Regions from separate parts of the Mus musculus genome. Here regions 1, 2, 3, 5 and 6 are each linked to region 4. A link is a contact called in public Hi-C, HiCAR-type, Micro-C and promoter capture Hi-C data. All regions are on one chromosome and are shown on one strand. The core of a region is the stretch at or near the end of the contact, and the rest is flanking DNA. Distances in the headings are between cores, read along the strand shown. Region 1 holds the start of Ppp3r1 (protein phosphatase 3, regulatory subunit B, alpha isoform (calcineurin B, type I)). Region 2 holds the start of Aftph (aftiphilin). Region 3 holds the start of Wdr92 (WD repeat domain 92). Region 4 holds the start of 8430419K02Rik (a long non-coding RNA gene). Region 5 has its middle 4.7 kb from the start of Spred2. Region 6 has its middle 100 kb from the start of Etaa1.

Region 1 (3,918 bases), core at 1,114-3,613, 1.7 Mb after region 4:
GAGCGCAAGAGCGAGAGCTAGAGAGAGCAAGAGAGAGCGAGCGCAAGCGAGCGCACACCACACTTACAGAAACTAGGTTTGGTTCCTGGCACCTATGTGAAATCCAAAACTACATGTAACTCAGAATCCAGGGAATCTAAGCTCTCTTCTGGTCTCCTAAAGCACCTGCACTCTTGTCCACACACCCTTCCCCCATATATACATAGTTAAAATTAATTTTTTTTCAAAAAAAAAAAATCACTGCAATAGACCCCGATCTTCAAATAAACACGTACAAAGTTCCATTAAGGCCCAAAGCTGTCAGCTCCCAAATTCCGTTACATTTCGTAGCTTCGGTTACTGTGTTGCTACAAAATATCCCAGTTTGGCAGGTTTGTAGATGATACAAGAATAAACTTCTTAACTGCCCTGAGGTACCCATCTGAAGTATAAGCTTGAGGATGGAAGAGAGGTCTATTTTGAACTTGGCCTCTTCATCAGTTACTCTGATATAAGGGGATGGTATACATCGCAAGAGCTGAAACTGAAGCAGGCCAGCCAATGAGCTCCAGAGAAAAACAGCCTCAAAACAAACAAAAAAATATTAAGTGCCATTCCTAACTTCAAAGTATTACAACTCTATTGTGAACAGACACGATCTTTTTAAATGCTCTTCAATGGTGTAGAAAAGGCTAAGTTTTATAACCTTCAAGGAGCCAAATCATCTGAACAGCTTCCTAAATAAAGGAAAAAAAAAATCCTCTACATTCCAAAATCATGAACCACTTTAATAAAGCTGCCCCTCTAGTGGGTCTTAACGATGCCAGTAAACCCGATATTTCAAATAAAAGCTGACTTACTCGAATATTTAACCTCAGTTTCTCTGACCACCACCACCTAATCGGTTTTCAACTGCAGTAAACAATGCACATTTGAAGCACTTAAATCTTACATGCGAGGGGGTATTGTACAATTAAAGAGTCTAAGTATCACAAATCCGCCTGAAATTCTTTGATATGTACTGAAAAGATGTTTACAGTAAGTGTCACAATCCCGTATCCTGTTTAACTAAATGACATATAACTCGCAGTGCAGCTATGTTTGTCTGTGAACACAATTCTTGATTGCAAAGACGAAACGGAGGCCCAGTGAAGCTACAGAACCAGTAAGGTAACAAGCTAAAGGCGTCATAGATTTCTTGGCTATGGTGACAGGCAGGAGGCACACCCCTAGCGTCAGCCAGAAATACTACATGGTGAATTCCACCTACGGATTAATAGGAAAGTAAGGAAGGGAAAATTTAAATCGCCATCGTTCAAAAACAACTACCACAAGCACCGGAAAAACAGAAATAAAAATACTAAGAAAATATTAACAAACCAATATGAGCATTTCTCTAGGCCCGGTGTCTTAGCTAATATACACGCTGGCCCTTTCATGTTCACCAACGCAGAGAAAAGCGGCCTCGGGAAAAAAAAAAATCCCCTACGGTTGCAAACAGCAGAGAGATAAATGCGAAAACGAGCGAAGAAGGCAAGAAAGTGGAAGGATCCCTGCCAAGGCTCGCTGCTGGAAAATGCGGAGTGAGTGGGAGGAAGCACAACTCTGGAGAAGTGGGTCTTACATAAAGCGCCATTTGCCGCACACTATCATTTCCACCGGATTTCAGAAAACCCAACCTGGAAACCCATCTGGGGGCGGAAAGTGGGTTTCACGTGGAGGAGGGTAGCGAGGGCGCAGCCCCCCGGGACCGGGGTTCAGAAAAGGCCGAACGAGCCAGACAGGCGACGGGGCCGGGGTTGCGCGGAGGCCCACGGGCTTAGGAGCCCGGGGGCGGCGGCTCTGTGGGCGCCCGGAGGCCCAGGGTCGTGCGGAGGGCGGGGGCGGCGAATCTCGGGGAGCGCGGAGACGTCCGGCGTTTGCAGGGGGCCGGGGGGCGCGCGGAGGCCCGGAGGAGGCGCGCAGGGGCTGGGGGGCTTGCAAGGGCCTTGCAGCGGCCCGGGAGCGCGCAGAGCCGGGGGCCGCGCAAGTAGCCGAGGACTTGAAACCCAGCACCTGCACCCTCCAGGCCTCTGGAATTTTCTATCCGAGAGGACGCCCCGGGCCCTCCCTCGCGCGACCGGGGAACCGAGGTCTCACCATCTTGCTCGGCGGGCGGCGCTGGCGGCGGCTGTAGGATCCTCGGGACGCGGCGACGGCGGCTTTGCTGTCCGGCGCCGGGCGGGGTGCAACGGGGCCTGGGCCCGGAGCGAGGCGGGCGGAGTCCCGGTTGGAGATGCGTCGGCGGGAGGAGAGGGTTGCAGCCTCACGCTCACAGGCGGCCCCGACTCGTTGCAGCGGCTCGCGCTGACCGCAACCTCAAGGCACGGAACAGGGCGCGCAGAGGGCGGAGCGAGCGCGGGGCGGGGCGGGGCGGAGCCTGCGGGAGGCTGACATCCGGGAACCCGCGCCCTGCCGTGCACACGCTCTCCAACCGGATTGCTCGCAGAGCCCCGCTAGCGCTCCGCCAGCGCTTTTTGCGTACCGTGCGCCGGGGGACATGGAGATGGGGGGGCAGACGTCTTGACGTTGGGAGAGCCGCGCTTCCTGTCATGTGACCGAAGGAAGGCCGGCAGGAGGAAGACTCCTGGGAGGAGAAAATGGGGAGAATGACAGGACCTGCCACAGGGCTGTGTCGCTCTTGGGGGGTGACACCATGTCACTATGGCGAGGCACGGGCAAGTCTACACTGTGGAGTCAAGCGCGCAGTTGGAAAAATAGGAGAAGCAAAGCTAGCTGCAGCTTAGGTCCTGGGAGCCACTGACAAGAGTGGGGGATTGCTTCCCACTCCAACAGACACTACCTCTAGGTTGCCCTGCAGCTGGTGCAGAAAGAAGCCTTTAAGAGAAATACTACGAGACAGACTGCCCTGTTGTCCATGTAGTAAGGGTATGTCCGTAATGGTGGCAGTTGCCTTACTATAGAAGTGAAACTACAGTAGGTAATAAAGTCCATGGAAAGAAGTTATATTTAAGAGGAAAAGATAAGTTGGTAGGAGAGATGTGATAAAGATAACGTATTTATGTTATTTATTTTAGTCAGGTTTTGAATAGATAGAAAATAAAGGTCAGGGTATGTCCTGCTCTACCTGTTTCATCTTCTGTAAGTGTAGATTATTTTTTAGCTTTTGAGAGACGAGCTTTGACTCCACTTTGAGGATGGGGGATGCCTGCACCGGAGGGGACACGAATGCTACTTACCATGTATCCAGTTCCACTCACAGACTGAAAATGCCTTATAGCTTGGCGTTGAAAGGGTGGCACCCTATGAATTTATCAGGGTAAACTGTAACAGCGCATAGGTTTGTTACAATTGTTTGGGAAACCAGGCACAAGAACGTGGTAGGCACATCATACCAAGAAAAGGGTGCAACGTCCTCACCTGGACTCCATAAAGAGATAGACATCTAGCACTGTGATGGCAACAACCCCTACCAATCTATCATCCGACCATCCTGATAGGCAAAGAACACTTGACTGCCCCTGAGGCTTGAACTCAGTTAAGTCCTCACTGTTGACAAGGTTTGGTCAACTGTCCATCTTTCTATTCCTCCAGCTGTACCATCCATCCATCCCTTCATCTGGACCTACATTTGGCTCTTAGGCCTCTACAGCTGAACTCAACTCTATAGCTTCCCATTTAAACCATTGACACTCCCAACAGCCTGCTCCAGCATCTTTCCTAAAGCCAAGGTGTTTATTTAGTATCAAAACAAACTACATTTCTGATGGCCAGGCAGTGGGGTTGCATGCCTTTAATCCCAGTACTTGTAAGAGAGAAGCAGGCAGATCTCTGTGAGTTCAAGGCCAGCCTGGTATTCAAAGTGAGTCCAGGACAGCAAGGACTCTGTTACACAGAGAAACCCTGTCTCAACAAACAAACAAAAAAACCTACATGTCT
Region 2 (3,586 bases), core at 327-2,826, 1.9 Mb before region 4:
TCATTTGGTAATCATATAATTTGTGAAATCGGGAAGATACTTTCCCAAACTGCACGGTTTCCTTTTAATGTTTAGAATCACTATATTAAACATTTTTGATTGGTTTAAATTATTTGAAAATCATCATTCAAACGTTTCCTTCGGATCTTAGTCAGTACTTATTTGGTAGATTTATCAAGTGAAAACAAACATATGTTTGTCTGAAATAAATTAATTTTCAGTTTTACACGCATTTTTTTTTACTTTCATTCTCAGACAATAAACATGTTTTACAGTGACATACTTTTTTTTTTTAATTTGCACACGAGCTACACCAGCAGGGGGCGAAATACAAAAGGAATAAATTTGACAAGCCATATAGATTTTTCTCACTTCAGTGACTGGCCAATAACAAAAATATTCAGCATAACCACAAAGCAGCAATGCAGTCTCTGTTATCTTGCAATGACTGAATTGTGAGGAGACAAATGAGGGTCTATTTTAGTTCTTCAAGTTAATTTGTCTAGAACATTGCAGAGGCAGGATAAACCATGATGAATTGCTATTGTCCTTATCTTTTTCAACGTGTGTAATTCCTCCAGTCAAAGGGCTAGACAGTTCTCTGAGATGACGGGTGTTTTCAGTCCTTGTTCCTTTCGGTTACTGCTGAGCTTTGCGGTTTGGGAACTATTTTAAATAATTCAGCGTGGGCAGAAAGAGAACCCGGCAGGGCTCAGGGTTTGTAGGGTAGAGTCCAGGGTTCACCGTCTGAGACAGGAATAAAAATCCTGCAGCTTTGTCTGAGTTTTACAGTGGAATGGTTTCTAACAGAGTCATAATAAAGGACGGGGAGATGTTATTAAAAAAAGACCAATTGCTCAGGAACCGATGGAAACAAAAACCTCTTATGACCTCTATTGTATAGAATCGCTCAAATGCACAAGTTGATTGGAAAGATGTATGAAAATGATCATCTTCTCCAAACACCAACACAATTCTGGACTGATTTTTGTAGAAGACCATTTGTTAGTTTGCCTGCTGACTTCTCGTCTTAAGTAGGACAATCACTTCTCGTTTGTTAAATAACAGCTTCCTCTTTTGTTGGCTTACATAAAAAGGGAAGGGAATGAAAGTCTTTTATTCCGGGCAAAAAGGACAAGCTGCTGAATGTTGTCCAGCCGGTTTTTCAGCAGAGATCTGGTTCCGTATTTCCATACGTCTGCAGTTTTATTCCAAGGCGGAACTTAACCCTCTCCCCGGCTCATCGGGAAAGTACTGGGCGGAGAGAAGCTCAGGTCTGTGGCCCGGAGCGCTGCCTCAGAGGGTCGGGAGGGGAGGGAGGACGTCCCCAGCCCACACTTCAGTGAGTACGGAAAAAAGACCGTTTGCCCGCAACCAAAATGGCGAACGTCGTTCCACACGACGGCGCCTGCGCAGAAGTAAGAAGTCTGTGACACTAATTCCCCTGGAGTGTCCTCCCCCACCCCGGCACCCACCAGCGCCCGGCCCCGACCTAGCCACCTGCGCCCGGAAGTGACGTATGGACAGCAGCGGTTCCCCGCTGCATGATGGGAGAGTGTGTGGAGTGGGCGGGGGTCTCCGCGGAGGAGGAGGAGGCGGAGGCGGCGGCGGCGGCGGAAGAGGGCGGAGGGTAGTGGGATGGGGGTCCCGCGGCAGCGCTGAAACTCCGGGTGGGCGTCCATGGCGCCGCGCCGCTGACAGGGCTGGGAACAGCTCCCCTTCCGCCCTCACCAGCTCAGCGTCCGAGTAACCGGTCCTTCCCCGGGGAGCCAGTTCCTCCCCGGGCCGCCGAGCCATGCCCATCGCGGCCGCCCGGGACGAGCCAGGTGAGTGCTGCCGCCGCGCTCCCGGGGTGCGGAGGACCCGGCCCGGCTAGTCGCCCCGGCCTGGAGCGCCTGCCCGCGTCGGCCCGCGTGCGGGCCTGCGAGCTCCGGCGCGGGCTCTGCTCTTCTCCGCGGGTGCGGAACGCCGCTGGCAGCGCCCGAAGCCGAGTGGCACGGCGCTCGGCATCCCAGGCTCGGCCGAGGAGAGCCAGCCGTGCCCTCCCGGCCGCCGTGGCCCGCCCTGCCTCTCGCCGTCCACCCGCCCCGAGCTGCGCGCCGGGGTTCCCTCCCGGCCGCTGTGTAGAAGTTTGGGGCTCCGCTCCGGCGTCCTCCTGCTCCCACCTCCCTCGTGACAGGTGTAAACACTGTCTGCCTCGCGGAGGCCCGAGGCCGGCTGCTGCAGGACTGTGCCGCCTCGAAGGGTCTCTGAATGCTCCAACGGACAGAGACGGCCCAGAGCTGTGTCCCTTGCGGAGAGGACCTTTTAGGCACTCCTCAGGAAATTATCTGTGTCTTCTCCCTCCTTGCGTCCGAAAGTTGAGCCATTATTCTTTAAGCTCCCGACGTGGCAGGTGCTGCCGGGGACAGAGGGTGAACGGTGGTGGGTTCTTTTTCCCTTTGGAAACGGAGACTAGTTGTGCTTCCTACCGCCCCCACCTTGTTGGTTTATTCAAGTTATAGCGTGATGTCCCTCTGAATCTGAATCTGTTGCGGTTGAGGAAAGAACTGACTCATACATGTAAATATTAACGGGGAGGGGGCAGGGAGCGTCAAAGGAGCGTTGGTTCTGTTTCAGAGTTCTTACTAAAAGAAGTAAAACTTTACTCAAACTTCAGGGCATAAATATCTTTCACGAGGTGTTTTTTTTGCGGGGGGGGGATAGTGGTGGGGATAGGAACTTTGGAAAGGTTCAAATCAGATTTTACATTTGTTGAACTATTAGAGAAATATATACTAAACTCTAGGGGGAACTCTGCTTCAACTCTAATGCGTTGATATAAGCAGCCTAGTTTACCATATTTTATAAGTTTCTAAACGTTGGCATTTGTAGGGATCATTTTTAACACTCTCCAGAAGTGTATTTGTTAAAACAAAGTACCTATGGTAGCCATATACATGGATATCTCTCACACGAATAGCAAGTTAGATCCAGCATTGTAATTTCTAGATCAGTAAATAGCACTTACTAGATTCTTATTAGATATAGTGTATCAGATTTATCTATTGATGTTTAGAGACATATTTTTAAATCATTAAAAAGCTCCTGGAAAAAATTTAATAAGACTCATAATATGTAGGGCACTTGAATTTAATGTTATCTGATCTTTTGACCTAGAAGCTATAATGAAAATAATTCCACAAAGATATATCCATAATGGCATTGGTAAATTTTGTAGAACCCAATTGTCTATGAAAACTCACAATCTAGGTGATTCTACTATAAAACATTATTTTAAAGTTATTTTTAAGCTGTCCTGCTTATAGTTAATAAAAAGCTAGATGCAAAAAGCTGTGAAAGTTGAGTACTTGTAGTTTATTTTTTGTGAAATCTAATTGAAAAGGAATTATTAAATAGCATTTCATTGAGGAATTGACAAGCCTTCCCCTCAAGTCTCATAGCAGTCTCTTGCATATTTAGATACTTTAAAACCCTCAAGAATTATCTAAGTTAAATGTTTATGTTCTAATTTAATGTTACCAGCAGTTTGTTTTTAGTTTTTGAGGCAGGTTTCATGTAGCTCATATGTAGCTGAAGCTACCTT
Region 3 (3,995 bases), core at 864-3,363, 1.7 Mb after region 4:
CCATTTCACTTCAAATAACTATTACTAAACAGAATTAAAAAATTGTAATTCTTGGGAAAGCAAAAGACCACAAGCCTATTCAAGCTTTCTGGCTGAGGGCTGACTGGCATTTGCTCCTCACGTTTCACTTTAAAGTTTCTGTTAGGCCAATGTCTCCCGTGTTCAGAGTCCTTACCCCACACACTGACTGGCAATCCCTCCACCAGTATTTAAAACTGAGTTCCAAGTTCATTCAGACTCCATTCTTTTAATAAATGTGTACTGAGTGGCTGGTCCTTACAAAGAACAGGAGAAGACCCTGCCCTTGCTCTCCAGCTTACTATCTAGAAATGAGACAGACTGTTTACTTCTGGCACAGATGGTCAGTATTATAGGAGTGGAATGTACTGAAAGGTTCCTTGAGCAGAGATCAGAAGGGGCTTCCTAAATCAGATAATCTGAACTGGCCACTGGACCAGCAACAGATGAAGGACATAAGGCAAGGCAGGAAGGATCAATCTATGTTTAGAATCTCCAAGTCCAATACCTGGCTATAGAGTAGGAACTAAACCGGAAAACAGGCTCTCAGCAAAGTTCAGGGAAGGACTGTGCTCCACATACCTTGCCCTGCAAGCTTATCTATCCTCTACCTTCCCTAACCTCTTATCAGCTCTCAACACCTCCGTGTGGCTGCAATTTGTTCCATTCAACTCAAATAGAAACATTTTAAATACTGTAACGAACTATAAAACTGTTACTTTGCCACAACTCAGCACTGTGGCAGGAGACCTGAACCCCAGCCCATTGAGAGCCTTGTTTGAGGATTATCAGTTTGAGGCCAGCTGAGTAACATAGAAAACACACACACACACACACACAAAAGGAAGAAAGGAAGGGAGGGAAGGAGGGATAAAGAAAATGTCAATTATTGTCCCCATTCTGTAATTGGCTCACTGGCAGCTGGATACGAAACCTGTAATCTAGTCTTGCATTATCCGCCTAAAAGTCCTTCAGTGGTGTCCTGTTTTCCTTAAAGCAAAATGAAGGACAAATCTGTGGAATGTCTTACATATCTTGCAATGGTCATTACTTATCCCTTATGAATGTGTATTTTATTTTATTTTACGGGGGTTGTGGTTGTTGCAGATAGGGTTTCAAACTGAAATTCTCCTGCTGTTTTCTCTTGATTGCCGTGAGTAAAGGTGTGCAACACCACTTCTAGCTCGTGTTTTTCTTTTTTAAAAAGATAATAAACTACCTTCCACCATTATCACTGAGCTTTCTCACATGCTGTTTTTTGTAAGAAACTTCATACTCTACTCTAAATTTGCTTTAGTTAGTTTCTACTCGTCCTGCATCTGTTTTTACTTTTATAGACCTGCACATTAGAAAACTCATCTTGATGAGTTTACATGTATGTATGCATTCTTGGTCTGGCTGTTGGACTGTCTCCCCCAACAGAAAATAAACTCCATGATATAGCTGGCATTGCAATTCCCATGCCTGGGACTATCAGGCATTGAACTGACACTTCTTGAAAGGATGTGGTATTTACTAGTTCGTCATCAACTTTGTTGTAGGTATCCCGGTGCCTCCTTTGGTTTTGCTTGTATGAAATGTGGGTTTATTGCATATATCTACTAGTAGACTACGACAACTGCTAACAGCCTATAAGGTCCAAGAACGTTGCCACGAAATGTTAACTTCACTTCCCAGAAACCTTGCAACGGACTGCACGGAGGATGGTGGGAGGAAGAGGCTGCAGTGAGAGCCTAGTTTGAAGTATTTCTCAATCTGTCACCTCCTTTCTGTTTCTGCTGGAGCATTGAGGAATCAGACCCTAGATCACGCAAACCCAAACGGTCCAAGCCTGCACCCACCTCCCGCAGCAGCTTGAGGTCCCCGCGCTGGATCTCGTACACCTGGATAACGCCGGTGCCCCGGGCAAAGTTGCCCATCGTCACGAATTTGGCACTGCAGGGCACCCATTTGCTGTCGAACACTGTGTAGTTGAGGCCCTTTTGAATGTGGACAATGATCTGAGGCTTCTCGAAGGTGGACATGGTGTAGATGCAACCAAACGCTAACTTGGTAACCAGACTGCAAACAGATCAGGGGCAGTTTGTCCCTCCCTAGCCGCATTCTACCCGGAAGCCTTAGCAAGTTGGGCTTGGATGCCTCCGAAAATGCCGTGTGAGCTACTGAGACCGCAACAGATGCTTCTCCACACATGGCACAAGCTAATTTACTGCCGTTACCACAACGACTTTACATAGACACAGTAAAGACTGTGAATGCTTCGGCTGCGAGCGTATGAGGGCACGGAGACATTAGCAAACAGGCATATCCCAGGACAGCAATTCCGAAACGCGGACCAATCCAGCCTTAGGCCCCTGGCATGGACCCCGCCTAGGAAAAGGGGTGGTGTCTTCAAATCGATTGGTGGAGGCTGGCGCATGCGCTGTACAACCACGCACGTGTTCCTCTAGTCGTACTTGCCGGGATTGATCTTGGCCGAGATGGAGACGCAAAGCACCGGAACGGAGGACGGCTTTACTCCCGTCACGCACAGAGGGGGCCGCCGGGCGAAGAAACGACAGGCTGAGCAGTCGTCAGCGGCGGGACAGGATGGAGAAGCCGGACGCATGGACACGGAGGAGGCGCGGCCGGCGAAGAGGCCGGTCTTCCCGCCGCTCTCCGGGGATCAGCTCCTGGTGGGGATCAGGACGGGACGGGACGGGGCGGGGCGGGGCCCGGGCGTCCAGGTGAAAGGGTCGGTTCTCGGTTTTGTTTTGTTTTGTTGTTTTGGGGGGTTTGTTTGTTTGTTTGTTTTTTCGCCTAGGCCCGCATCTCTCAGTCGCCTCCTGAGTGTGTATGTTTTTATTGCAGACTGGGAAAGAAGAAACGAGGAAAATTCCCGTCCCAGGTAACAGATACACACCGTTGAAAGAAAACTGGATGAAGATATTTACTCCGATTGTAGAACATTTGGGACTTCAGATACGCTTTAACCTGAAATCAAGGAATGTAGAAATCAGGGTAAGGAAGAGGGTAGCCATTTCGTAGCCTACCATTTCGTAGTTTCAGCCTTAATAAAAGTAGACAATGATACACGGTAGTGCCTAAACAAGTGGTAATTGTAGGTACTTTCTTCAGTGTAAGTGCTCTTTTTGGAGGAAACGTGTGCCACTTAGAAAAAAATGTAAATTAATTCCTTTATTTTTTTTTCAGTAGATCTTCGGTGTCAGTGCCAAATTAATTTTCCCATATCACAATGCTTTTATTATGGTATTCTAGCCTCCTCGGCATTCCTAAGGGATAAAGGCCAGACACTTGACTAAGCCTGCCTTTCAAGTAGGAGACCCAGTTGTGTTTGTTTCCCTTTTTTTTGTTTTTTTTTGTTTTTGGTTTTTTTTTCCCCTGCCAGTATCTTTGGTGGCTCTGGTCTCTGGAGAAGGCCACTTTCTCTGCTGTCTTCTTACTTCAGTTCCAGTCAGCTTTCAAGAGAACTCAAGCTCTCTTCAGAAGTTTATACATTTCTGTTCTACTTTAGCTGCCTTGTTTACTGCAGGGTCATTGGTTTGTGTTCTTAGTATTTGCTGATACCATATATCAGATGCACAGTGATAGCTTAACGTATACCACATCATTTGTTCCTTAAGGTATGACATAGATGATATACACCCATAGACATGAGAGTGCTGGAGGATTAGGCAGGGGTGAGAAAACTTAAATCCTAGATGTTCATGGGACTTGCCGAGAGTCATACATAGGGTGAGAGCCAGAGTCTGGGGCTTTGTGGCTTTGTTCTTGTTTTATTTTTGTTTTCTTTCTTTCTTTTTCTTTCTTTCTTTCTTTCTTTCTTTTTTCTTTCTTTCTTCCTTTCTTTTTTTTTTCTTTGAGACTAGGCTTCACTCTGTAGCTCTAGCTAGCCTGGAACTTGGAGAGATCTGAAGGGTATGGGACCTAAAGGCATGTGCTGCCATGCCCTGCTGGGGTCTGGTTTTGGGTGTGAA
Region 4 (3,796 bases), core at 839-3,338:
AGCCTGACATTCAGACCCTTGTCACCTTATAAACTGCCCACAGCAATCCTGTTTTCTATTTGGAAAGAGAAACCAGCTGTGGGTTGGCTCTACTCAGTAATGGTAATGGTGAGTCACTGCCTCACCTGCAGGAGCAGAGGTGTGCACTCTCACCTTTTGTTTATGGGGCCTTGTTTCTGACACGTGGGTGTGCAGAAGAGAGAGGGGGTGGGGGAGGGAGGGAGAAGAGAGAGAGAGAGAGAGAGAGAGAGAGAGAGAGAGAGAGAGAGAGAGAGAGAGAGAGAGAGAGAGAGAGAGAGAGAGAGAGAGAGAGAGAGAGAGAGAACGTGAGAGAGGTTGCAGCCTGGTCTCAGAGCTGTTGCCCACCTCGCCCTGCTCGCCCCCCCAAAGATGGGACTGTTTAACTTTCCTATTTTGGCCCCGAGACAATTCTACGACTGCATAAGAGTCCATATTAGTGAAATCATTTTCTTTGATGGGTGGTTAGTTGCAGTTAACAACCATTTATTTACTTTTAAAAATAATAATAAACTTTATAAACTAACCGTCCTTTTACTTCTGCCTCCCCAGTACAAGCCCGGTGAGTCAGCCTTTATTATCCTGGAGGCTCTAGCCTAGTTGGGGTAGGAGGGGGCGGGGTGGGGAGAAAGCCGGGGAGGGGGGAGGAGGGGGAAAGGAGAGGGTGGTGAAAAGAACAGGGGGAGAGGCTGGGGGTGGAGGGGAAGAGTGAGCGCAAGCAAAGGGGGGCTGGGGAATGTGGAGATTAAAAAGAATCATGATCATTAATGTCTAGGAATTAGAAAAAAATAAAGCAAGCTTTTGTGCCATGGTTTCCCCCCTCGGAGTGAGGATTGTGCGAGCCTTGCTCCTCAGGTCTCTCTGTTCCTGCCCCTGACACCCTCCCGTTTAATTCTGTTTTAGCTTTTCCTCTTGTAAATTTCAGAGCCAGCTTTGAGGTTATTGACGACACTTATCGGAAGGAGGAAAATAATAGAGGTGTGGAGAGTGGTTTTGATGTTTCTTAAAGGACAAAAACAAAACGCCCTCCCCTAAACAGGGCACACAATTATACAGGCTTCTTTTTTGGGGGTGGGGGTGGGGGGGTGGGGGGAGTCCGCTGGCTGAATGAGACTAGTATGACTAAGTTTCTTTTACAAAAAATTTAAAAATGTTACCCGATCATATTTAATCAAATGTAATTATAACACATTCAAAATGAATAATATGCCTTGGAAGTATTTTTATTGTTATTGTTCATTGCACGATGTTCGACTGCTTTAGAAGCACAGGAAAGAAGCAAACGCGCTACAAATGGGGAATTACCCTCGTTTAGCATTAAAATTCATTTAGATAAAATTGCCACAAACATTTAAATGGGAAGATTAGTTCCCCCTCACGCCTTATTGCACTCGCTCAATGGTTCCGTTAAGAACATTTTACACGTTGGAAATTCCGTCTTCTCAGACGGCTTGCTGTTTCCTAGTTACACACATTCAAAGCAAAGGCTGCAGCCACGGCAGCCGCAGCAGCGGCAGCAGGGGGAAAAAGTTTGGCAACTGGTCTGCAATTCATCCGCTGCGCCCCTAGTTTCCCTCCACCCTCCCCAGTTCCCCCCCATTAACAGCCCCCCCCCCCGACTTATGTGTTCGAAGAGCCCGGCCTCGAGGAGCCAAGGTTGGTTGTACAGTATTGACAATATTAAACTACAAAGAAATGGAAAGAAGCCGGTGGGTCCCTCTCTGCGTCTCCCGCTTTTGTACGAGGCTGAGGGTTGAGTGCAAATGTGCCGAGTCGCCCGCACCCCGACCCCAGGGCCGCCGGGCGCGCCGCCGTGGCCCGAGACGTCTCCAGGAAATTCGCCACTGCTCTCGCTAGCGCGGTGGTGGAAACGTGTTAAAGGCTCAGCTTGCAAAGTCCTGGCACCGTCCAGTCCCTCCTGGCCCTCTTCTCGCCCCACCCCTCCCCCCGCCGCTCCCCCCCCCCCCCAGCCCCTCACCCCTGTCCTTTCTTTTGAGCCGCAGGAAAAGAGGAAAGTCGTCTTCTACTGCCACCTTTTGGGGATTTGGAAAAACGACGCAGTAGGAGACCGGAGGGAGGCGGAGCGCGGCAGTGTGTTTTGAGGGGGCGGGGGGGAGGGGGGGGGAAGAAACCCCCTTATGATCATGCGTCGGAACTGGCGCCCTTAATCTGATGCTTAAATATTTGATGTGGAAAAATTACCCATAAAATTAGTTACTAACAATTTCAAATTGAAATCACTTATCGAATTATAAGCGCATTAAAGCTGTATGGATGGTATTAGGAGTTCCTTTGGAGGCTGTCTCCTCTCGGGGAACCCGGCCCACGAGTTTTACCGCGGGGAGAGGCGTGCTAGGTGGAGCCCTGGGGAGACCAAACGACAAGGACAGCAGTTGGGGTGCCGGGTCCTAGCGGGCCTAGAGAAGATGGATCTGGGTATGGGGATCGCATTCCGGGCAGAAGCGCATACTGAGTAACTCCAGGGACAAAGTCCGAACGTTGTGAAAGGGGAAAACTGCTCTTTTACGCTGGAATTCCGAGCCTTCAGTGATGCTTTCAGCTCCCCCTGTGTAGGCGGGAGGGGGGTGTTGGGGGTGGGCTGAGAGGAGTTTTGAGATGTCTCTAATGAGACCGCCGCGGCCGGCTCACCCAGCTCCAGCCGCGTCTCAGACTCCCTTTAGTTTCCCTCTGCACGACATCGGGGCTGGGGCTGGGGCTGGAGCTGGTACGTGGGCGGGTGGGTCTCAGTTGTGATCCCACACTACTCCGAGGTACTCGGGGTCTGCAGAAGAGTCCTATGCTTGCCCCCATCCCCACCTCCGCCATCTGAAAGTCAAAGTTAAGAAGAATTAACTGTCTCGGTAGCCTGGGTGTCCATGAGTTAGCGCAAAAGCATATTCAAAGACTTCTTCGGCTCACTCTGGGCTCCGTCAATTGGAACCCCTCAGAGTGGTTTGTAGTTGCCAGAATGCTTTCACAGGACTTTTCCAGACGGAGCCCCGGCTTCCGAATCCCAGGGCGCTCATGGGAGCATGTCGGTGAGAGCTTGGGCCCTGGAGGCTGCCTTGAACAGTCAGGCTGGGCAAGAGGGTGAGCTTCCAGAGTGTATAGCACTCCGGTAGAATGGAGAAGAATAGTGTCACAGTGTGTTGGGCAGAAGCTCCTTCAAGTTTCCTTAAAAGTCCTAGAAACTTCCCCCACTTTGGATCCCACAGGCCCTCGGCCCTTGGGAAGGCAGTTAAAGCAGAAATTGGTGATATAGGTTCTCAACGGGTGTTTGGACCGTAAGCAGGGAGGTGTGGGTTTGTGTGTGGGGCGCCCAGTTTGAGTCATCATTTTTCCTGGTCTCTTCTGTGCTACCCAGCACCCCCTGGCCCTTTGGCAAACCATACCATCAAGGGTAGACGCAGCATTAGAGGCTAAGAGCTCTCTGGTTGGGGGAAAAGATCTGGGCGGGAGAGTTGGGGGTCTTCCTGGGAGACTGAAGCCAAGAAATAATGGGAAGGGTAGGGTTCTCTTTCACATCGAACCAGCCTCCCGCCGCCCCCCCAAAAAGTTTAAAACATTCTCTTCCAAGGCGGAACTGAAAGAAAACACAAACAATATATTGGGCAATCCGCTAGACGTTTGCGTTGTAGAGTCTTTGCCCTAAAAATGATACCCTAGGGTTTTAATAGGGAGATGGGAGGCACTTTTAGGGGCTTGGTTTAGCTGGTGAAGAAGTAACTCCTGTGCTGCTCACGCGCTCAGTCCACCTCAGGGAATTCCGACTCTGAAA
Region 5 (4,139 bases), core at 282-2,781, 1.0 Mb before region 4:
ATCTGACATTGTCTTCTGGACTCCAAGAGCATGAGGTACCCAAGCAATGCATACATAGTTATACATACAGGCAAGATACCCATACACATAAAAGAAAATAAACATAAAACAAACAAAAAGCAGACCCATTCAGAGCTAGGAGATAGGTTAGTATGAGGCTTACTTGTCATCCGAGGGCCTATGCTCCTTCTTTAGCACCCACATTTGATGGCCTGCAATTATAATCCCATTGTTGAAGAGATGGAGACAGGAAAATTCCACAGGGCTTACTAGTCACTTCTGTGGTCTGACAACTTTCAGATTGAAAAGCAAGGTGGATGACTCCCAAAGAACAATAACGGAAGTGTCTAATGAATTACTTGGATCACACCGATCTATTTCTAGAGTTTGTTGTAACGTCTCGGGATTTATTTGTTTTGATTTGTCCCACTGATGTCTTATTTTTTCTTATTCTGTTACCCCCACAAACTATAATAAAATCATGTCCTTTCTCAAAAAAAAAAAAATCGTAGACATTCGAAAATAAGTAAGCAGGGCGTGGTGGCGCAAGCCTTTAATCCCAGTACTTGGGAGGCAGAGGCAGGTGGATTTCTGAGTTTGAGGCCAGCCTGGTCTACAAAGTGAGTTCCAGGACAGCCAGGGCTACACAGAGAAACCCTGTCTCGAAAAACCAAAAAAAAAAAAAAAAAAATATTAGTTTGTCCCAATCTTAGATTTAGATTTCAATTCAGAAGCATTATAACCATCAATCGGGGCACGGTAGACTCGAGAGACTGAGACAAAATAATCACTGTCCGTTGGAGTACACAGTTCCAGGCTAATGTGGGCTAGAGTGAGACCCTGACTAAAAAATAAAACACAAGTCACAAAACAACAACAAACCCAGAGAATTTGGGATTTTTGTTTGTTTGTTTTATTTTGTTTTGTTTTTTGATACAAGACTACGGTGGCACAATCTTTTATCTCAGGAGGCAGAAGGGTCAGAAGTTCAAGGTCATTGAGTTCCAGGCCAATTTGAACTACTTGAGACTTGAGTCTTTTAAAATAAAGTGTTTACTCAGTAAGATCTTAAAACTTCAAAAGTACTATCGATCTGCTCACAACTTCACGGAAACCCAGCACAGTTGCCTGCCTCTTAACTCCACAGGCTGGGCAGGGGAGGCCCCGTAGCTCTTTCCTTTCCCAGGGGCTGTGGGAAAGCCCGGAGCGCCCCTCGGCGGCCGGATCTGCAGGCTCTGCAGCGGGGCAGCTCCTGCTTTTCGAGCCGGCGGCCCTGTGGGGCGCAGTGCGGAACCCGCACTTAGGCGGCCGGACAGCCGGCTGCGCGTGGGATCACAGGCCAGGAGCCGCGGCCTCAGGGCTGTCCTCGCCTCACCCCACTCTGCCCCTTCAGTATTTCTCAATGACCGGCGCTCGAGGACACTTCCGACGCGGGGGAGGGGTGCCACTCGCGCGCCGGTTTATCAGTTCCTTCCGGCCGCGCCCGGGCCGCTGCAGCGCCTGCATCACTATGCTCGGGCGAGCAGCCGCGGGTACCCGCTGTGCCAAGGGAGCCGAGGACTGTGCAGACGTAGTGAGAGGCGCCGCGGCCCTGCAGGGTGAATGGCTCGGGCCCATTGCACAATCTCCGGTATAATTAGCCAAGGGCGGCGGTGCAGGGCTCATCCCCCGGGCAGCATACTCCGGGATCATTTTCCCTTTCGGTTGCATGGCCGGGATTTTATTAAACAGACGAAAGGCCCCCGCCCCGCCTCCCTCCACGCTGGTGCAAGTATTATGAATGAAACGCCAAGCCCGCTGCTACTGCGGTCGCCACTTCAGGTAGGAGGGTGGCTCGACCGTGCTCAGCAGCTCACCAAAGGCTCGGGTATGCATTTGCTCAGCAGAGTCAGAATGCAGGAAGTAATCGACGGAGCGAAGAAGGAAGCATTCTTTGTGTAAAAAATGTAACCGCCAGGGTTTGCCCCAAGTTTCAGTTTACAACTGTACAAGCCTCAGCCAGTTTAAGAATGGGCTATGCAAAGGGTCTTTTCGTCTGTGGCAGCTCACCTTCTAGCTAGCCGCAGCTCGGTGGGAAGAGCTGTTTCTGGCAAGTTACTACCCAATTCTAGCCCTTCCCCCACCCACTCCAGGAAAGATGGAGAAGGCTGACCTTGGGGTGCACTCCTGAACTCTTTAACAGGAAGCAAGTGGATTGCAAATTGGATCCTGGCAGAGAGTCAGACCGAGAGGAGGAGAGGAGACAGAGAGGGGTCCTCCCCTAATCTTGCGGAGGATCAGAATTTCTGAGTCAGGCTGGGTACGTGGCCCAGTTAGTAGGGTGCATTGTAGCTTTTATTGCGCATGAAGCCCTAGGTTCGACTCTGCAGCCCCTCATTAATCCGGCCTGTAACCTCAAGATCATCTTCACCTACACGGTGAGAGACACGGGAGTCCTTAAGGTTTTCTCAGAGGAGACAAAACAAATGAATGAAGACTAATTAATTCAGAAACTGCAGCAACTGAAGCTGGAGCCATGTCCGTAGTTAAATGAATTTTAAATCTTGCTTGTGTGTGTGTGTGTATTTAACAAGCATGTGAAGGAATCCTTTGCCACCGCCGCACCCCCCCACCCCACCCCCACCCCCCCACCCCCCGTTTTAGCAGTCTCTATAGCCCTAGTTGGCCTTCAAGTCAGTCTGCTTTTGCCTTCTGAGTGTTGGGCTTAAAGGCGTGCACCACCACATAGGCCTAGAAAAATTAGTCCTAAAATTTAGGACATCATTTCTTTCTCTCCCCCCAACCCCTACCCCCTCTCTCTGTCGTGGTTCTGCCTCATGAATGCTGGAATTACGCGCACACACCACCACTTCTGAGCTCAACTAGATTTCCTTTTTGCTCATATGAGCCAGTATATTTGTGAAGACTGAACCGAGGTCCAGCTGCTGGGCCAGCATTCTACCACCTAGCCACGTCTGTAGTTTCTCTTCACACATTATGACTTAAACAAAGGAAAGACGAAGGCCAAGGAGAGGAGCCTGGCTTGCAGAGCTGGCTGGTCCGATCCTCACCACCCTTCTCTCTCAACCTCCCGAGTAGCTGGGCTGCCACTGTTTCCCATCATTCCTTGCTGCAGCTTCTTTCACACGTGGGTTTTTAGTGGGTGGGAGGCCATGGTGAAGGCAATTATTTTTCATAGCTGCTTAAGGTCCAGGGTATTCTATGAAGCCACGGGGATGCCAAGGCACACGAACTTCCTGCCTTCTGGGGTTTGGGTTGTGTGTGTCAGGCATCTAAACAGGTTAGGATTTGTGGCCAATGGCTGGTGTTTGTATGAGTGGGGTAAGCACCAGAGTAAGCTAAGGTCAGAGAAAGGCTCCCCAGAGGCTGGGAGGTTTGAGTCAAATCTTGGCAGATAGTGTGATGCCACGGTTGTGGATAGATAACTGGAACAAGAGGTAAAGGGAGAGAGAGTCAGATGAGCATAAAAGTTCTGAGGTGCACACGGGGGTTAGAGACAGGAACTGGTCAGGGCAGCCACAAGGTCCAAGCCAAAGGTTTGATTTTTTATTTTGAAGTCATGAACCTTCCTTAACCAAGTCACAACTAATCTTTGTTCAGTCCCAAATCCTTGCCAGGTCGATTTTAGTTATGCAAATGTAGGGCAAGTGGCACCCATTGTTCTGGGATTAGTGAATCAAACCAAAGTCACAAACTGACAGCCCTTGGGCAGCATAAGAAGACTCTCAGACAAGGTTGGTTTTGACTGCCTTTCTTCCTTTCTTTCTTTCTTTCTTTCTTTCTTTCTTTCTTTCTTTCTTTCTTTCTTTTTCCTAAGTAAAACTGAAAACTGAGCCTAAAACCAGAATATTCTATATAAAACTTGAGATCATTGGTTCCTCCTGGAGAGGGAAAAAATAGGAAGAAAGGCTTTGGCCAGTCTGTGCACCAAGCTCCGGTTGGTAGCTTGTTGAGTAGAAGCTGCACAGTCTGCTGGCCCCAGGGGGCATCTGAGCCGGTGACCGTTGGAATGAAAGAACATTTTGTGACTAGATCCTAGCTCCCCTTCCTGAGTGCAGGTAGCTGCAGGGTGTTACTGAGTAAAGCAGTTTGCATGGAAGGAAGGAACCGATCCCCAGCCCCCTTCCCAGAAGGCTGCG
Region 6 (3,791 bases), core at 893-3,392, 1.0 Mb after region 4:
GAAGGCCAGACAGCAAGCAGCACAGGCCAAACAGAATCTTTGGCTGACATGTTGTTTTTGAGTCAGTGCTTTCTGTAAGTGGTGGCCAACTTGACGTACTGAAGGCCTGTTTGGTTGACAGGAACATTGATAAAATGAAAGCAATTCAAAAAACGGTCTTGTAGGGGTTGGCTGAGAGCAAGGACATTCAATTTTTTTTATCTATCCTAAAAGACAACCGCAGTGTTTTCTTCACAGCAAGATGGGAAGATAAAAGTAGCTTTTTCAACTCTTAGAGCATCAGATTCTCATAATGTCTCACAGCAACACCCAAGTGGGAAGGAAACTCATCCTCCTCGTGCCCCAGGCAGGACTTGTTCAGAAGACCGCACGGAAGCTCCGGAGTTATTTGGTTAATTAGACAATTTGGTAACAATTAATCATTCAATTTGACTAATATACACATTTTTCAAAATACCAAGAAAATGTCAAGTCTCCATTCTATGCTTATGTTTGCTTCTCTCTCTCTCTCTCTCTCTCTCTCTCTCTCTCTCTCTCTCTCTCTCTCTCTCTCTGTGTGTGTGTGTGTGTGTGTGTGTGTGTTTGTAGAAGGATGAGTTACAGAACAGATTTGCCTAAGGTCATATAATAGTTCCTTGCTATTTCCTTTATTGTTTTCCCTCAAATCCTCTTTTTGTAGTAAGCCAAGGAAGGGAAATGACGCTGGCTTCCAAATTTCATTATGAAACCTTCCATTTAAAACAAAATGTATTGCATATTATAATTGCTACCAGAACCCATGAGGGCAGTGGTTTTCAACCTTGTAAGAACTGTGGGATTGCTCTTAAATGTGGCTGACTTCAAGGAGCCCACAGTCCTTTAACCAGGCTATGGAGAACAGGATACTTTCAAAAAATAGTTACATGGTGAAAAGCATAAACACATTTTTTGGTTAATAAAATGCACATAATTTTCTTAACCAAAAATTATGATAATGGTTTTGTCTTATAATAGTAAAGTGCTCTATTTTTCCGAAAGTCCAAGTTTGAGCTTGTGTACACAAAACTGTTTGGAAAAAGAGAAACACAATCACTAATTAGAATCTGTTTCTTCTTCTGAACGAGCTGTTGAACTGTTAAGTTTTTTCTTCAAGTTGCTGTTTTTAAAAGCTGCTTTCAAAAGGAACAGTAAACACAGTTCATATCCCTTTCAATAGGTGTAAAGAGAGCCTGTGAATTTCCACTAAGACAATGATAATGACACCAGACAGGCACCCAGGCCATTCTGAGTGCCAATTACTTAACAGCCATTGATTTGTAGAAGCCTACTGGGAGAGGCAGAAATTATATCTTCTTTGCAAAGAAGAAGTTGGAGTCAGCAAGGTCAGGGACTTACCCAAGTTCACCTTCATTGAGCAAGAGAAAGGGCTGAAGGGCCAAGCCCCAAGTGGTCCTCCATGTGGCACTCTATGTGGAAAAACCATTGTTTTCTGAGTCATATCGAAGTTCTGAGCCTCTTACAAGTCCTCTGCCCCACTACTAGTAATTCAACAAAGATACTTGGAAAATGTGATTTTAAAACGTTGAATTCTCCAGTAAATTAAATTCAAACTCCGTTTTATCCATTCCCCCCTGCCCCCCACCTCCTGAAACTTGTAGAAAGTAACTCTGTAAGGAATTGGGATCCAGCTCTTTGAACTTTAACTACTCCCAGGACCATGATCAGCAGGACAAAGGGGAAAAAACATGCTCAGCAAAGGAAGAAAATTGGTCAGTTTTCTCTAGGCCTGCTAGCTTTCCTTAGTATTCAAGGAAGGCAGGTTCTATATACACAGAAAAGTGAGGGCATTGTTTTGAAACTGTTTCAAGTCTAGCAGTTGAAACCCGGAGATCTCTGTTACCAAAGATAATGTAGGTGCGACTAATACTTTCCGAGGTACCTGGGCTTTATGCATGAATTGAGCATGCTCTGATGGCTTGGACTCAATCCCTGTGACCAGCAACAGTCAACAAAAGACAAAGGGAAGCAATTTAACCAAGGTTAACCCATGGAATCCTTTGCTTGGCAACGAGACGATTCCTTTGTTGGATTGGTCATTCTGCCATTAGCTTTTCTGTAAACCCCTTCAGTCTGGCTGTGACCTTGTAACTGACCTCTCCTCTCACCACGGCCTTCACAAGTAACTCATCCGAAGGCTTAATGGGAGGCAGAAAAATCTAGAGCCCTCCTCAGGAGCTCCAAAAACGTAGTTCCACCAGACTCACTCCATTTGCAACGTGATGGTCCCAGGGGCATCCTTGTTTTTCTAAAATATTTTCCTTTTATTTATATAAACTTGAAAATGTTTACAACAATTCCCAAACCTGTTTCATGATTTTCCCTGGATTGCCACACTGAAAACATTTTCCATACACCTTCAAAGACTGGACTAAAAAAAAAATTTTTTTTTTATCTTAATTTGACTTTTCTTTCACATTACTAGGGAGTGGAACCAGTTTCCATAATTAGAGGAGGCATATTGACCCATCAATTACTCTGACTGTTGGTTCCATTAATGTGCATGTGAAAGGTGTTTTTCAAACTGCACCAAGTAAATGTGAGAATTTTTATCAGAGGCAAAATATTTACTACGTGACTAGTTATTGGATGAATTTTTAAAATAAAATAAAAGTTTCTTTTAAAAAATCTCCTTTTCAATTTTCAACTATCCACATACCCCAAAGGGGGAAAAAAATCAAAAGTCAAAAAAAAAATCATACTTTAATGGATTTTTTTTTGGATTTAACAAAGGTACTTGATCTTTCCAAAAATTTTCAAACATTCATACAATCTCCCAAAACAATTCTTATGATATATGTATATATTTGCATTTACACATGCATGCATGCGAGTGAACACACCTTCAGCTCGAGCAGCAACAGCGACCTCTAGTGTGTCTTTCTAACCTGCTCACTTTACGGCTTTTATTCCCCGTCTCTTTAACCTCCAGGAGACTGCTTAAGCTTTAATTTCCAGTTCACATTTGATCTAATTTCTGTATTGACTAAACCGAGAACGTGATCTTTGGGAGATCTTTTTTGGTTCTAATAAAGTAATAAAGCAGTTATGGCTTTATTAATTAGTGTCATGACAGTACCCAAAGTTGTACCTGCACAATGCCCCCCAACGGTGGGCTTTATTTGCACGATAAACTCACCTGGGGCCGAGGAACTCTTCCTGTTCTAAGCACAAGCATCCACTCTCCAGCATGCATGCTTGCTTTAGGAAGGTTCACGTCTCCTTGATGCTCTCCAGTGGGCCTCTTTATTAAAATTAAGCGAGAAAAGGGACTGAAGAACGGCTCAGCTGTTAAGCACACTCGCTATCCCTTCAAAGGGCCTGAGTCTGATTCCCATCACCCACGTGCTGGCTCACAACCTCTGTAACTCTAGTTCTAAGGAACCTGAATGACCTCTCTTGATCTCCGTGGGACCAGGCACACACATACTAAACAGCCACATAAACAGGGAAAATATGCACACGAGACAAAAAAATACATTTGTTAAAATTAAGGGAAAATTGAAGACTCTGTCTAAGGGCCAAGACATTTTTTTTTTTAATGTTTTAGGGGTTTACCCTAGCTAGATGTACACTGCTGTAAGGAGAGTCTACAGGAACAAAGTTGTATGATGTTGACAGTTTGTATCAGCAATTCTACTCCAGGTTTCTCTTTTCAGTGTATAACAGCAATCTAATTTTCTATGGGCTCGGTCTTGGGACACAGGGCTTGGATGACCATAGTAAAATAGTCCATAGGCTTTTCCACGTCCCTC

The links. Promoter capture Hi-C pulls out the DNA fragments that hold promoters and counts their contacts. Hi-C and Micro-C count contacts between places; a contact is called where the count stands out from the background. HiCAR-type assays count read pairs that join an accessible place to other places.
Region 1: a contact with region 4 is called in a HiCAR-type map of astrocytes, with 4 times the contacts expected there. The contact joins the promoter of Ppp3r1 here to the promoter of 8430419K02Rik in region 4. A contact is called at or near these places in 3 of 39 promoter capture datasets (liver and pre-B cells), 2 of 115 datasets of contacts at active chromatin or transcription factors (astrocytes and embryonic forebrain) and 2 of 9 other capture datasets (embryonic stem cells and liver).
Region 2: a promoter capture Hi-C map of hippocampal neurons shows a contact between it and region 4, with 2.9 times the contacts expected there. The contact joins the promoter of Aftph here to the promoter of 8430419K02Rik in region 4. A contact is called at or near these places in 1 of 39 promoter capture datasets (hippocampal neurons) and 1 of 115 datasets of contacts at active chromatin or transcription factors (astrocytes).
Region 3: a contact with region 4 is called in a promoter capture Hi-C map of embryonic stem cells, with 7 times the contacts expected there. The contact joins the promoter of Wdr92 here to the promoter of 8430419K02Rik in region 4. A contact is called at or near these places in 6 of 39 promoter capture datasets (the 3T3-L1 cell line, cranial neural crest, embryonic stem cells and 3 more), 6 of 115 datasets of contacts at active chromatin or transcription factors (the NIH/3T3 cell line, astrocytes, embryonic limb bud and 3 more) and 1 of 9 other capture datasets (adipose tissue).
Region 5: a Micro-C map of embryonic stem cells shows a contact between it and region 4, with 6 times the contacts expected there. The contact joins the enhancer-like site here to the promoter of 8430419K02Rik in region 4. A contact is called at or near these places in 2 of 39 promoter capture datasets (cranial neural crest and embryonic stem cells), 11 of 484 Hi-C or Micro-C datasets (LSK cells, Sertoli cells, cardiomyocytes and 7 more), 10 of 115 datasets of contacts at active chromatin or transcription factors (the NIH/3T3 cell line, astrocytes, cardiomyocytes and 6 more) and 1 of 9 other capture datasets (embryonic stem cells).
Region 6: a Hi-C map of embryonic stem cells shows a contact between it and region 4, with 3 times the contacts expected there. The contact joins the enhancer-like site here to the promoter of 8430419K02Rik in region 4. A contact is called at or near these places in 22 of 484 Hi-C or Micro-C datasets (3T3-L1-derived adipocytes, adipose-derived mesenchymal stem cells, cardiomyocytes and 11 more) and 10 of 115 datasets of contacts at active chromatin or transcription factors (craniofacial prominence, differentiating embryonic stem cells, embryonic forebrain and 5 more).

The regions. Positions count from the first base shown.
Region 1 is chr11:17,157,743-17,161,660 of GRCm38.p6, reverse strand. Ppp3r1 (protein phosphatase 3, regulatory subunit B, alpha isoform (calcineurin B, type I)) reads right to left here and starts at 2,363. Exons shown (of 6, transcript NM_024459.2): 1 at 2,119-2,363. The coding sequence starts at 2,121.
Region 2 is chr11:20,739,546-20,743,131 of GRCm38.p6, reverse strand. It overlaps Aftph (aftiphilin), which reads left to right and starts at 1,576. Exons shown (of 10, transcript NM_001290545.1): 1 at 1,576-1,826. It overlaps Gm46272 (predicted gene, 46272), which reads right to left and starts at 2,500. Exons shown (of 1, transcript NR_168691.1): 1 at 1-2,500.
Region 3 is chr11:17,210,011-17,214,005 of GRCm38.p6, reverse strand. It overlaps Wdr92 (WD repeat domain 92), which reads right to left and starts at 2,113. Exons shown (of 8, transcript NM_178909.4): 1 at 1,860-2,113. The coding sequence starts at 2,042. Pno1 (partner of NOB1 homolog) reads left to right here and starts at 2,417. Exons shown (of 7, transcript NM_025443.2): 1 at 2,417-2,693; 2 at 2,869-3,018. The coding sequence starts at 2,499.
Region 4 is chr11:18,875,902-18,879,697 of GRCm38.p6, reverse strand. 8430419K02Rik (a long non-coding RNA gene) reads left to right here and starts at 2,088. Exons shown (of 4, transcript XR_003949854.1): 1 at 2,088-3,796.
Region 5 is chr11:19,917,658-19,921,796 of GRCm38.p6, reverse strand. No RefSeq gene overlaps it. Among named protein-coding and RNA genes, the nearest start is that of Spred2, 4.7 kb to the left of the region's middle. Within about 2 kb of position 1,531, at least 338 of the 459 cell types and tissues checked have an H3K27ac peak or open chromatin away from gene starts, as enhancers often do. A contact at or near this core is called in LSK cells, the NIH/3T3 cell line, astrocytes and 13 more, where this site is marked.
Region 6 is chr11:17,851,697-17,855,487 of GRCm38.p6, reverse strand. No RefSeq gene overlaps it. Among named protein-coding and RNA genes, the nearest start is that of Etaa1, 100 kb to the left of the region's middle. Within about 2 kb of position 2,142, at least 4 of the 459 cell types and tissues checked have an H3K27ac peak or open chromatin away from gene starts, as enhancers often do. A contact at or near this core is called in embryonic stem cells, where this site is marked.